Regions from separate parts of the Mus musculus genome. Here region 1 is linked to region 2. Evidence: chromatin contacts called from public HiChIP or PLAC-seq data. All regions are on one chromosome and are shown on one strand. The core of a region is the stretch at or near the end of the contact, and the rest is flanking DNA. Distances in the headings are between cores, read along the strand shown.

Evidence for each region. HiChIP or PLAC-seq counts read pairs in DNA pulled down with a chosen protein or histone mark.
Region 1: a contact with region 2 is called in an H3K4me3 HiChIP or PLAC-seq map of pro-B cells, with 5 times the contacts expected there. The contact joins the enhancer-like site here to the promoter of Tmem168 in region 2. A contact is called at or near these places in 4 of 39 promoter capture datasets (the C10 cell line, cranial neural crest and pre-B cells) and 4 of 115 datasets of contacts at active chromatin or transcription factors (the NIH/3T3 cell line, bone marrow-derived macrophages, large pre-B cells and 1 more).

The regions. Positions count from the first base shown.
Region 1 is chr6:14,120,361-14,123,060 of GRCm38.p6, forward strand. No RefSeq gene overlaps it. Among named protein-coding and RNA genes, the nearest start is that of Gm38767, 100 kb to the left of the region's middle. Within about 2 kb of position 1,376, at least 18 of the 459 cell types and tissues checked have an H3K27ac peak or open chromatin away from gene starts, as enhancers often do. A contact at or near this core is called in pro-B cells, where this site is marked.
Region 2 is chr6:13,606,745-13,609,444 of GRCm38.p6, forward strand. Tmem168 (transmembrane protein 168) reads right to left here and starts at 1,354. Exons shown (of 5, transcript NM_028990.5): 1 at 1,086-1,354.

The sequences.
Region 1 (2,700 bases), core at 126-2,625, 510 kb after region 2:
CATCGTTATATGAAGTGGAAACGTAAGGGTTCTTTGGAAAGTCAGTTAGATGGTGTTTTGCTGGGGCAAACATGTGAAGGAATGTTTAGCTGAAGTGGAGACAGGTGAAAGATTAAGGCAGAGTAGTGAGTAAAGAATTGTTTAGCGAAAGGAGACACAAGAGAGAGGATGTTCTGCTAAAGCAAGCACATGAAAGGACACTTGGTGGATTCTTTGCTAATGACACGCATGAATTGCTTTACTTTACATTACATTGAACTATACTTGTGGGGACTCCATAGAAAGAAATGCACCAAAAAAACCCTTCTGGTTACATGCTGTAGTTTCTTGCTTCTTCTGTGATCTCCAGATGGTAAATAGGATGTGGGAAGGACTGGCGGCTGGTCTTGGCTTGTTATTGGAGCTAGCAGTGCAACACATGTGGGTCTCAGCATCTTTGCTGATCTTCACTTCGCTGAGAGAGGCACAGCTAGAACGGCTCCTGGCATTCCTCCAACTCCTTCCTGCTGACCTGAGGTTGAGGCCTGGCTGTTTTTACTAGGTAGTGCCTCCGCTGCTGATTTGTGCTTGCTATCTCGACTCTATTGAACTGGACTGCTAGTGTATTTGTGAAGTGTTTGCAAGTGGATCTGGCTGCGGCTGCTGACCTGTGAACTGAACTGCCCATTTCCAGACAACACAGACAGGAGTCGCTCCAAAGGACCTTTCTAAACAGGTTCACCTCTCTTGTATCCTTTCTTTTCCACTACCTCTGGTGAGTGGTGGCTATAAGGGAGATTAAAGCGTTTAAAAACCATCATTTAAAATTAGCCTTGAAAAAAAAATTAAAGTTACAGTTATATAGAAAAATGTCCCTTTGTAAATCATTCTGAATGTGGTTATGAGAGACAGTACTGGGCCGTCAGAAGGTTTGCCTCTGCTTTCTTTCTCTGAGGGTTGAATAGCTATACTTTGTGTCGCCTCTGATTCCGACCAGCAGAAAAGAGTGATGATACCGCGTTCTTCTCAAAGCAGTTTATTCAGGAACCTTTCAACATGAATACAGGAAAAATCTCTCTCTTCCCCAATCATAATCCCTTATATAACCCCTCTACCACGCCCTATCAGCCCAGTCCACGTAACAGCAGTCCATTGGCCAGAATCATCACTCATCATATGGTCCGATCTTGCATCATGGTGCACCTGCGCAGTTCACCCAGTGGACATGACTTAATCAGGGTGTATGAGGAAGTCAGGTGCAAGTCATGAGACTTGGCTGCAGTCCCAAGCGCCATCTTGGGACTGCTGCCAGACCCGTTCCTCACAACTTTGTGAGTCTGTGAGGAAGCTTCTATGATCTGCTGAGCCTATGTTTGCCTTCACGGTTGGTTGGGTAGGCTAGTGGTGAGGCTGAAGGAGAACTGAAACTAGCAGGGCAGTAGATCTCAGTCTGCACCCAGCACAACCTGTCTCAGCCAGGCCTTTAACTCTCTGACAGTTCTAGTGATGCTGAAAGGCAGCTGAGCTAACCAGACTGGTGTTCGCAAATGTCACTAGAGTAGTTAGTCATTATCATTAGAATTGCATGTTCTTTGTACAAGTCCAAGTCTCTACGTGCTTATCCAGAAAACTATGTCTATATAAAGTACTCTTCCTATGGGAAAAATTTCCTATCTTGAACTTAGTCCTAAATCCTTGAAACTCCTTCTACCAAGTCTATGCTTAGAGTAGTAGAAAATATTGCTTTTTATTTGTGTCTGGATGAACCACTCTGTCCCTCTGCCGGCCGCAAAGCAGGTGGCTTTATTTCATTACCCAAACCGGGTTCTATTCCCTTCCTGTTTAAAAGGTTCAATGGCTTATGTTGAAGGAATATAAAAATATTTTACAAGCTGCATCCTCATGTCAGTATAATGTTGGTTTTCTGAACAGTCCAAGCTCTTTCCAGCCTCAGACTTTGATGCTATTTTTCCTGCTACCTCAATACTCTTCCAGCACCTTTCTCATTGATTCTCAATGTTTGTTTTATTTTAAAATCTTTTTTTCATTTTTTGAAGATTTATTTTATTTATTAATTAATTTATTATTTTACATTCAATTTTTTATGCCCCCACCCGTCCACCCTCTGACTGCTCCACATCCCATACCTACTCCCCACACCCCTATCTCCACGTGAATGTCCTCGACTCCCACCCCACCTGACCTCTATACTCCCTGGGGCCTCCAGTCTATTGAGCATTAGGTGCATCATCTATGAATGAACACAGACCTGGAAGTCCTCTAGTGTATGTGTGTTGGGGGGCCTCATATCAGCTGGGACATCTACCTGATTGGGAGTCCAGTGTTTGAGAGATCTCAGGAGTCCAGATTAATTGAGACTACTAGTCCTCGTACAGGATTGCCCTTCCCAGCTTCTTTCACCCTTCTCTAATTCAACAACAGGGATCAGCTGCTTCTGCCCATTGGTTGGGTGCAAACATCTGCATTTGACTGTTTCAACAGCTTGTTGGATCTTCCGGAGTGTGGTCATGCTAGGTCCCTTTTAAAAAAATTAAAAATTAAAAAATCATTTATTTTTAATGTTATAATATAATTACATCATTTTCCCATTTCCATTCTTCCCCCAATCCCTCTCTTACACTCTCATTGTTCCCTCTGAAATTCATGGCCTATTTTTTATTAATTTATTTATTTTTACATTTTTTAATTAGGTATTTTCCT
Region 2 (2,700 bases), core at 104-2,603:
TACACAGTGGACAGGAATAACTGCCCCATCTGTTACTGCTCTTCCTCTCACTTTTATTCCAACTACACTTCAATTATGAACTACAGAAATGGCGTGCCCTCTCTGGACATATTCCTTTTCCTCCTCCTAGCCCTATCTGCCCTTTATCTGTCAAACCCTTCATTCAGGTGTGGGCTTACAATTCTTTTCGTAGGAGAATCGCCTCTCGGATCACTCTCTCTGAAATGGAAAAGTAAAACTACTCTTTTCTTCACCATTTGTTTAATGTCTGCATTCTTCACAGGTCACAAAGTCTCTGGGGAGATCTGTCTTCCACAATGCACGCTCAGTATCCAGCAGTCTGTAATCAAGTTAACATTCAATTCCGAAGGGGGGGGGGCGGGGAGAGGAGACTGACTAATAATAGAAAAAACTACTTAAGAAATGCAGATAAAATAAACCACTTTCTAATAAGCCACAGCTAGCACTAGTACTTAAGTGAGAGTCCAGGAATCATTGGCTTGTCTGCTCTTGGCTTTACTCCAACCTTCACTTAATTCACCAAATTTCTTCCAAAACAGAAAAGTGCCCTCATGGTGTCCTAAGACAATGGACTTCAAGACACAATGTATCGCTTTCATAATCCTTCAGTGGAAATCTATGTCTGTTCCTCGTAGGGGAAATGTCCAAACCTGAAAGAACAACACTGAGCCGTCAGGAGTTGGAGACCTGCAGCCTAGTTTCTCTGAGTTCCTGCTAATAACTCTTTCGGCCCACCTCTTAACTAGAAGAATGGCAACTCGGACTCTCCTTTTTGAGCAGCTATGGTAACTTCTCTCCCGTTAGGGCTCGATCTAGCGAGAGATGGAGAAGTGGGCTCGGGACCCTGGCTGTTCCGCTACCCCTTAGCTCTGGGACGAGGCGACACCACGCGACTCCCGGGTCAGGGTGAGGCGGGACACCGAGGCACGCCCTCCCTTGGCGGTCGCCAGCCCCCGAGCATCGATCCCACCAGGAGGCCGACGGGGCGGGGCCTGGCCGGCTCAGCCGGACCCTGGGCGGCGCCCCAGCCCTCCGCCGCCCCTCGGCTCCCGGATGCCCCTTACCCGAGTCAGCGGTCGCCAGCGAGCCTCGCTCTTTCCGCTGCGAAGCTCGCAGAGCCAAAGGGCGCGGAGCCTCCGAGCCAGAACGCGGAGGTGATGTGGGGACGTGAGCCCGAGGCCTCCCGCACTAGCACCGCAAGGCCTCGGTAGAAACTTTCGCTAGGACCGACACGGCCGCCATGTTTCCGCCGCTGACTCCCAGCGCTACGGATCGCCGTCAGGGACAAGGCGCGCCGCGCGCTTCCTTCCCTGGCCCGGCCTCCTAGCCGCTCTCCACGCCCAGCGGCGAGCCTGGGGAGGCAGGTGCTCGCTGCGCTGCCCCACCCTGGGCCTGTTTAACTCCCACCCGGGATTAGCAGCAAAAGCAGGGAAGACCACGGATGATCAGGCCCCAAAGCAGCGAGGTCACCGCTTAGAGTTGGACCGAAACTGAGCCAGCTAGAGTGGGATAATTGCAAGTGGACTATAAATCTATGTAGAAGGCGTTGCTGCTCTTTCATATAGGTGGTATAATATATGGCTTTGCATATGCTGACCAAACCTTCAAAACCTGTCTCTCCTTGCCCCAGCCTGCTTTTCTAATTAAGTCCGCCATTAATCCCCAATCCTGAACATCTTTATTCTACAGCCCTAGCTAGCTTTCCTTGGCCCTAAGCGCACCTTCAAACACCACAGATGATTTTAATCTGCATTCTGATGGCACTTAAATTAACATAGTTGTACACACGTGAGCGCCGCATTTCACAGGTGCTGCGGAGCAGCAGTCTCAGGGGTTGAAATTGGTTTCTCCATCTGTGAAATGGTAACAAAACCTTTCTCACAGGACTGTGAATATACAGGGAAACAGTGTGTCCCTCCATGTACAAAATGAATTTAAAAGATATTCAATACCTGTAAGAACACGTTGTTAAGGAGGGCTTTAAGACAGTCTCGTTCGCGTACGGACCGCTATAAATCCATCTTGCAATGGAGAGGAGATAATGGTTCCAGTTCAATAGAGAGCTTGTAAAAGTGGGACTTTAACGATTAGGATGCGGTAGGGATGCTTGAGCAAATGGGGAATCACATTAGCTTTAAGGGGGACAATGACTTGGAAGCATAACAACATTGTTGCTAACACAACAAAGGTACTTGTTACCTTGAAAACAGGAAGATAAGAAAGATAGAAAGCTAAACTGACTTCATGGCGTTCTTAGTTAAAAACTAGATTTTACTAGGGAATGCACAGTTGGGCCTGAAAAACAAGTTCTGAACGAAGCCTGAATAGAATACGGCCAGGCAAAAAGCAAGAAAACCCCTTTCCTTTCCCAAAAAAAAACATTTCCACCAAAAAGTCCCTGCCTGCCTTCTGATTCCATTTCCTGCTGCTTGCAGCCCCTCATATAGGTCAAACCATTTCAAACCCCTAGCCCGCTCATGTGTAAACAAACACTGATAACATCTATCCGACAAAGTTTCTTCTGTGGATTGAGGGAGAATGTGTGTTTTAAAAATGCCTTACAACCTTTAAATGGCTTATCCTTTCAGATAAACCTCCAAATCCTTAAATAGGGCATGTGGGTGTTATCTCAGTGGTAGCATGCTTACCTAGCTTGCATGATGGAGCAAGGGGGGGGGG